2 separate regions of the Sus scrofa genome follow, and region 2 is linked to region 1. The links are chromatin contacts, called in public HiChIP or PLAC-seq maps. All regions are on one chromosome and are shown on one strand. Each heading gives the region's core, a stretch centred on a gene start, on an enhancer-like site or on the middle of the called end of the contact. The rest is flanking DNA. Distances are from core to core; before and after follow the strand shown.

Region 1 (4,299 bases), core at 459-2,958:
TGATGATGGCAAGTTCTACAACTGTGAGTTGAATACACAAAACGTCCTACTTCCCTTAATATCAGTCCCATCAAAAAAGAGTCTTGTTTTTAGAGCCACAGCTAGGGATTTGGAAAAGACTTAACATCACTGAAGTATCCTCATCAAAAGAGAGTTGACATTGCTTATTTACTAAACATTTTCATCTATTTTAAGTCTATTCTTGTCTCTCTCTTTTAATTTCAGAAAATACATAATGAATAAGTTTTTCTGTCAAGATGAAATCCTCCTGGGTAAAAAATAGTTAAGTGTTTAGGATTAATCTATTCAGTATTTATCCTTTGGTTCACTGAATCAATGGGATGCTTTCCCAAAGGTCCACGCCTTAAACCACCTTCTCAAATGTCCTCATTTTCATTTTGGGGCAGTTAATTTTTCCAGGATTAAGCACAAAGCTTTTTAAAATAGTATAGGCATGTTCCATTTGACGAATGAGTCCACTGAGAAAAAGTTGATGCTTTCTGAAATGTAGTCAGCCTGGAAGAAATTTTTTAAAACTTTTAATATTTTATACTCACTTGACATTACTTTAAAAATGCAAGATCCTTATACTTTTTAAAATAACTTTGCTTGTACGTTTATGATTCACCAATAAATCTTAATGGATAGCTATTTTTTGGGTCTAGCTATCAGAGCCATTTTTCCTACAGGCATTATTTCAGAGAGAGCCTCCTGCTCAAAAAAAAATTAAATTAAAATAAAAAAATAAAATAAATACCCCTTGTATCCTCACTAATAATTGAAACTTGAAGGTCAAATACTTTTATTCTACAAATATATAATGGAGTTACGACAAAAACAGAAAAAACAAATAAGAATAGTAAAAGTAACACTGTCATAGAAATAATATACCACTTGACAAAAAATGTATAACACTGTCTTAACATACACAAGAGGATTCTTTTTTATATTAAAAGTCTAATTCTGCCAAAACATGACTCCTGATTTGCTTTGTAGACATATTTCTTTCAGAAAACTAAGGAAGCAAGAGGGCATATACTAAACACAGTTATATGGCACAAAAAGAGGTACCAAACACATACTTATGACAGCAACATAGGAGAAAGTGACCTCATCATAAGAAATTTCTAAAAGTGAAAAAGAGAACACTAAGCACACTTACATTTGTATCACAGTTTTACATAAGGACCCTTTGGCTAAATGAAAGGCTCACAAGAGCTAGATCTTTCTACTTATATTCCATCTATATACCTATAAACAATTCTAATGATAAAAAAGAATGAAGCATCCAGTGCGGTTGCAGAAATGACTTTCCGAGAGTAGTTAATGGGACTAAATAAAATAGGATGAACATAACAGAAAAGCAAAAACATATAGATAACATCAGGAATGAGAAAGCTCAGGAAAAACTAAGGCTTAGAAAAAACGGCTAAGAGAGAAAAATTTTTAGAGCTACATTCAAATAAATAGTTTTTATCCCATCTTCTATTGCACAGCACTTAACATCTTGTAAATGTTTCATACACTTGATCTCATGATAATTCTTTGAAATGTGACAGGGCAAATATTATTATTGTTGCAGATAAGACAACTGAAGCACAAGCAGATAAAGTAACTTGCCCAGCATCACATGGCTATTAAGAGGTGGAGTGGGAATGAGGACCCAAGTTTCATACTTTCCAACCAAGTGCTGTCTCCACAATAACAGACTATTTCTCAAAGAGAACAAGGAACTGAGAGAATCACTGCTCAGAGAGGATGTTGTTAAGGTTGAGAGAGCACAGAGAGAAGGCAGAATTGCTCAACTTGTATTTTGCTTACCTTCTCTCAGTTTTTAAACTAAAGCTGTAGAAGAGCATTGAGAACTGAAACCTGAGCCTGGTGAATAAGAGAGACTAAAACACTCTTTCATGAGTGCAAGTCTCTGGATCCAGATACAATCCATTCCACATTGCTAAAGCAATTAGTGCAATCACAAAGCTGACATCTATAATCTTGGAGACAGAGCTCAGAAAGAGAGAAATAAACATGGCCTGGAGATAGATAAGAGTTGCTTCAAGTTTTGTGGGCTAGAGGAGTGAGGAAGCAGATTTCAGAAACTACAGACATATAAACTTAATATTAACCACTTAGTCAAATCTGAGAATAAATTATGAAGGCAAATTTTTTTTTTTCTTTTTATGGCTACACCTGCAGCATATGGAAGTTCCCAGGCTAGGGGTCAAATCGGAGCTGCAGTTGCCAGCCAATGCCACAGTCACAGTAACGAGGGACCCCAACAGCACCTGTGACCTATGTTGGCCGCAGGTTGCAGCAGGGCTGGATCCTTAACCCATTGAATGAAGCCAGGGATCGAACCCACACCCTCACAGACACTATGTTGAGTTCTTAACTGGCTGAGCCACAATGGGAATTCCCAGCAAATGGTTTTTGAATACCTAGAAAATAAAATGATCACTAGATGTCAGCATAAATTCAAACAGAACAACTAATCCCAAAGCAACAACATTTATACCTTGGAAAAACATGATTGGCCTTTTTAGATGGAGAAAATAGTAACAACTCACAGTAAATGATCTGTATCTGCCAGACACTGTTCTAAGCATTCTATATGAATTTCCTCATTTAAGCCTCACAATAACCCATTTTACAGTTAAGAAAACTGGCTTAGAGATTAAAGTACTTGCTTAAGATCACACAATTGGCAAAGACAGAAAAAAAACCAAGTGTATTCCAGCAGAACCCATATTCAAGAAGGTATTCCATGCTATTTTTGTAAATATGTGTGCATTAGATGTTAGTGTAGTTGGTTAAGTTTGCTGCTCTGTACCAACTCAGGAGAGAAGCCTTTAGGGGAGTCCCTTCTAACTCTGCTCTTGGCCCCATATTGTTTTTGATTACTTACATGATGATAAAGCTGTAGAAGATGTGCTTCTAAAATCCTCAGATTGTACAATTAGGAGAAATAAACTAAAATTCAAGCGAACTGTAACAATGAGGAGTGTAAAGCTTTGCATTTAGTTTAAAAAGTTAAATGCAATACAGAAATGGAGAAATGCTGACTTAGACCCTGTTCAATGGATGAGTTATCAACCCAAGAATTTAATAGGAGCTGCTAATATAATGGGTGACTAAAAGAACTAACATAAACCTAAACCCCCAGGACACGGAGAACATGTCAGCCTCAATCTGTATACTGGTTGCTAGTCAGTATACATTACCTTTGTATTAATTTTTATGGTCCATATTTTTAAGAGCTGTATTGACTTTAAAAAAATAATAATATTTATCCAGATAAAGGTGAAAACAATGTTATGTAACAAATATATGCTTAACAAAACCAAATAGAGTAACAGTCTTCAAATATTTGAAAAGGGGTTAAGAAAATAACTGGTTTTATTCTGTATCACAGCAGAGCATAGAGGTAAAATGAAGATAACAGCACTATTTACTTACTTCACAGGATGTTAGGAGGACTGTGCTACTGCACATACAGTAGCTACAATGGTACCTGGCTTACTATAAGTGCTCAGTAAGTTCTGGCAATTTTCACAGTAATTAGATGAAGGAATTATCAATCAGGGTCCTACTTTACACTAAACACTGTAATTCAGATGATACTTCATTAAATCTTTGCTATGACCCTAGATTTGTTTAACTCTATTTTACAGAAAAGGAACCAGTTTCAGAGCTGTTGCTTGCCCACAACTACATAACTAATAATAATGGAACTAGGTTTTTGGGTTTTTTTTGTCTTTTTGCCTTTTCTAGGGCCGCACCAGCGGCATATGGAGGTTCCCAGGCCAGGGGTCGAATTGGAGCTGTAGCCACCGGCCTACGCCAGAGCCACAGCAACGCGGGATCCGAGCCGCGTCTGCGACCTACACCACAGCTCACGGCAACGCCGGGTCCTTAACCCACTGAGCGAGGCCAGGGATCGAACCCGCAACCTCATGGTTCCTAGTCGGATTCGTTAACCACTGCACCACAGCGGGAACTCCCTGGAACTAGGTTTTATGTGAAGTTTCCCTGACTCCAAAGCCCATGTTCCTTCATACCACTTAATTTTACCTCCAACAATTATTCTAATTAATTTTACCTTCATGCTTCAATCAGAAAACTGAGACATCAGTAACATCTTACACTTTATAAATTACATGTTAAGTAGATAAGTTTGTTAATGATTATGAGTTGGAAAGCATTTCTGTTTATTTGGAACACCTCAAATATCCTTTTGGGGAATTTTCTGTCACATACTCCATTCAAACGAGCTTACATAATGTCACTATTGTTGAATGG
Region 2 (4,374 bases), core at 1,130-3,629, 73 kb before region 1:
TATGACTGGGAGTGGGGGATGTGTCATATATATATATACACAGAGAGAGAGAGAAAAATTTCATTTTATATTACACAGTTCTATAAAGTTTGTTTGTACTACTCTGATAAGCAAAGAAATAATTAATGAGAAAAAGAAAAATGGGAAATTTGGAAAGCAAGAGACTAGTTATCCAACATAAAAATGTCAGACTTCATTAACAAGGAAGTATAAGCAACTACACAGAAAAAATAAGATGACTGTTGAAAATTCTATTTTAAAATACTGTCGATTTTGAAATATTTTAAATAATCCAAAAATTAAATATTAATGAAACAGACAGAAAAGGCATAGCATCAACAAAATTAATGGGCCTAAAACTCTTCTTCAGTAGTTCCAATTTCCTACTTGAAGTCAATATTTATTTTGTTTCAAACACCTCCACTCTCTCCATCCAGATTTAATACTACTGCTTCTCAAGAGAACTCTGCTCCAGATAGGTTGTTACAATGCAAAAGCATCAGCAACAACACGGTAACAGTATCACTAATGGGTCAGGAACTGCAATAAATGCATTATATGCATTTATTATTATTCCCCTTTTAGATCAGAGAACTGAAGAGGCCCAGATCATGAAGCTAGTAAGTGGAAAAACTGGGCTTTCATTCTCCAGAATTCTCACTCTTAGCCCTTCTGCAATCTGTCTTTAGGAACTCTCAACTTTAAGGAAGAGGTCCATGAATAGACGGGCTTGAGACGGTCCTTAAATCCAATTACATGTAAAATTTGTATGTTATGTGCCTGCATTATTTTCAGTTCTATCTAAAATTTCCTTGAATTTAAAAAGCACTGTGAATATCCATTAGTCACCCTTTAGGAATCAATGTTCAACACCAAACATGTTTATAGTCATTACCATCATCCCTTTGATCACAATTATTTCTTCAACTCCAGTGATACTACCCCTCCACCACCCCCAGCTCTGCCTATCCTAAGCTACTTGAGATCCAAAGTCAAGGTCCAAATCAGGTTCTTCTATCTCAAGTCTCTGCTTAGCTTCTTATTCATATCTGAGTTTCTCTAGAAATGCATTACTCATTTTTGCACTCTACTGCCTTATGCTACCATCTAATGCTTAATTATGTATGTATGTCCTATCTTCCTTAATAATCTTGAAAATTCTGTGTTCTTTCATATTGTAGCTCAGAGCCTACACAATGCCAAAAATAGATATACAAAGTAGCACAGGTGAGCTGAAATAAAGTACATTTAGAAACAGGCTGATACTTCTTTCAATTTAAATGTATTTGTCTAATGAACGAATGATGTTTCCCCATAAAGAGCATAATGCCAATGGGGGAAAAGTAACATTTTACTATAGTTTTCTGCTTAAGTGTCCACTTGAACCTTTATAAAATTTAGGTTTTATTTTATAAATTTTGTTGGTGCAAAGAACATGTGTTTCAATAATTTTTTAAATGTTGCTGAATGTTTTAATCAGTTAAAAGAAATACAGCATTTCTGCCTTCGCAGATTTCAAGAGTATGATGTGAAGTGTGACTTTATAGCCTGAAAATCCTACCATGAAGCAAAATATTAATACAGATAATTTATTTAATTCCATGAGAGTTCTTTCATTTAATGCTGACAACCCTATAGAATAGGTACTATTACAAAGATGTAACGTACTTGCCTAAGATCACGTAACAGGTTGGCAGAGCCAGGATTTAAATGGAGCCTAGCTCTGGGGATTTTAAGTGTATGTTATAACCAACAGAATTGTCTAAAGGATTTAACTGGTGGTATCGGTTACTAAAAATGGTATTGGTTACTAAAGGTTAAAATGAGCATTAAAAATAAATACAGAAATGCAACCACACCCACAATGTGCTTAAGAACCAAATGGGAAAAAAAGCTATGAAGAAGCTTATTGCTTACTGTGATCTTTCCCTTGCCCTGGAGAAGTACAAACACTTGCTTGAGGGGTAACAGGCATGAGAGCCTGACGAATTGCTTTTTCCCAGCTCTGTGCTACATCAAGTCCCACTCCAGTGGCAGCAAGAACAGGATTGTGAGAGCTGTCCCCATTGTTTTCACCAACAAAGTATACCATAGTGTCAGTGATGATTTCAAAACAGTGTGGGTTGCTGCCTTGTGAAATGTTTGTGAAATCTTGTGGCGAGGATATACGGAGAATTTCTGAAAGTGGAATTTCCTAAAGTAAAAAATTAAAACATTAGAAAATGTGAATACATCTTTGTTTTTATTTTCAAATACATTAAATAATCAAAGATAGGCATTTCTAATGAATACCATTAAGACACACACAAGTATGCAGTACACAGAACATATAGTCAAGTCTTAATGATAACATCTACCCTGAATGGTCTGCATGTCTGCCAATGCCAGAGGCAGAGCATGGGGTATAATAACCAAGCCGTGATTCAAGCCTGTAGTAGGTCAACAGAACAAAAGGGAGGGAAAGGATTTTGGAGGGCAACTGCCAGTATACCCAACACTCATCATTTCCCAGTTCTCATTAAATCAATTTAAGAACTACCCTACTGGCTGCTGTCTGCAACATACAGCCCCAAAGGGCTACAAAGGAGAAATAACAGCAGCAAAAAGAGGAATATCACTGTAAGTTGTTTAAGCACTCCATTCTGGTTCTGTCCATAATTGTAATAATCATTTATGTTTAGTCTATTTCCTAAGGCAAACAATTTATTTTAAAAAACCCAACCAGATCAAAGCAATTCATTGGTTTCAATTCTCTTTCTTACTGCCACACTGACAATTTTGCTCGCTGTCAGTTTGTGGCATGGCAAAACGTGAAGCAAGCCAAGCAAAGAGGATTACACAAAGGAGAAGACCCAAAAGAAGCCTCTGAGGATTGGAGGCTAAGGTAAAATGGAATATGGGAGAATGCCAATACTACATTGGCCTCTTCTGAACCTGCAATGCTCATGGACTTTCTTAGCAGTCTAGTCTAAATTCTAGCAGAGGCATCCCTTGGTAGGCAAAGGGGATTGGTTCCAGGACTTCTTGCAGATACCAAAATCCATGGATGCTCAAGTCCCTTATTTAAAATGGTAAGGCATTACAGATACATAGGACCACTTGTATCCAGAAGGAAAGCAGGAGCAACCTGACAGGCAGACCAAAACCGAGAAACACAGAACAGAAAACAACCTTTGGTAGCAGGGCTGTTGTGGGGGTAAAATGGAGGGGGCAGGGGACAGTTGCTTCAACAGAGAACTTAACAGTGACTTCCATAAATCATTATTAGGCAGAGCTGTAATATCCCAACATAACAGTTAATAAATACTATTTAGATATATTTGAAAAACACATCTTTTAATGTACACATACTTTTTAAAGATACGACATCTTTACCTTATAATACTTTGATCCGGATTCGTTTTGAAACAATGTTAAACATTTACTGTCCAGTCTCCAATAATGCCTTTTTCTCTATAAAGTAAAGAGAATAAAACTGTGAGGCTCAAAAGTAAAGACTCCTCCAAAGTGCCTGAGCTTTCCTTTCCCTTTCACTTCTATTCATAAATTTGTACTTCTGAAGAGGTTTAAAATTCATGAGGTTCAAAATTCAGAAAATTCAAAGCATATGCATTGAAAAGTATACTTCCATTGTCATTCAAATCTCACTCCCACCCTGACTCCAGGCAAGCAATGTTATTAGGTTTGGGGGGTTCTTTTCTGAGAATCTTAAGCAATGCACAGACAAATACGTATGTATTACACAGACAGACAGGCAATGTACCTATAGGCTAAATTTATAAAGGCTGGCTTACTGGGTTATTTTACTCGACAGTGTTAAATTATCCTACACAACATCGGACCCAATTTATAGTCTCATCAGTAACATAACAGTGACCATTTACTCAAACTTTCTCTAATGCAGCATGGTACTACACTTTTTGATCTTTGCTACAGATAAATAAAAACTGGTAATTTTGGTTAAATTTTTAATTGCATTTTTTTGTTAAAGATTAGATCAAGATCTTAGATTTACAGGTCACTTCTATTTTGTCTGTAAACTTGCTGTTCATATTCCTTGCCCATTTTTCTATTTTGTTGTGGTCTTTTTGTTATCAATTTGTTGGCACTCTTTACATATAACAGAATTAATCCTTGCTTAGAAGATGAGTTGAAAATACTTTTTTCAGTTTGCCATTTGTCTTTGCTTTTGTTTTTTGCCATGCAGAATTTTGGTGACTTTAAATAATTTTTTAAAATTAATACTTTTTTGGAGCAGTGTAAGGTTCACAGCAAATTAAGGGGAAGATGAAGAGACTGTCAACACCCCTCCTAGAGTGGTACATTTGTTACAACTGATGAACCTACACTGACACATCACAATCACAAAAGTCT

The links. HiChIP or PLAC-seq counts read pairs in DNA pulled down with a chosen protein or histone mark.
Region 2: an H3K27ac HiChIP or PLAC-seq map of alveolar macrophages shows a contact between it and region 1. The contact joins two enhancer-like sites. A contact is called at or near these places in 4 of 47 Hi-C or Micro-C datasets (embryonic fibroblasts, epiblast stem cells, fetal heart ventricle and 1 more) and 1 of 2 datasets of contacts at active chromatin or transcription factors (alveolar macrophages).

Annotation. Positions count from the first base shown.
Region 1 is chr3:102,845,655-102,849,953 of Sscrofa11.1, reverse strand. It overlaps PRKD3 (serine/threonine-protein kinase D3), which reads right to left. Exons shown (of 19, transcript XM_013996212.2): 2 at 1-516. Among named protein-coding and RNA genes, the nearest start is that of PRKD3, 5.7 kb to the right of the region's middle. Within about 2 kb of position 1,708, at least 5 of the 83 cell types and tissues checked have an H3K27ac peak or open chromatin away from gene starts, as enhancers often do. A contact at or near this core is called in alveolar macrophages, where this site is marked.
Region 2 is chr3:102,919,161-102,923,534 of Sscrofa11.1, reverse strand. PRKD3 (serine/threonine-protein kinase D3) reads right to left here. Exons shown (of 19, transcript XM_013996212.2): 10 at 3,376-3,453; 11 at 1,918-2,194. Among named protein-coding and RNA genes, the nearest start is that of NDUFAF7, 43 kb to the left of the region's middle. Within about 2 kb of position 2,379, at least 2 of the 83 cell types and tissues checked have an H3K27ac peak or open chromatin away from gene starts, as enhancers often do. A contact at or near this core is called in alveolar macrophages, where this site is marked.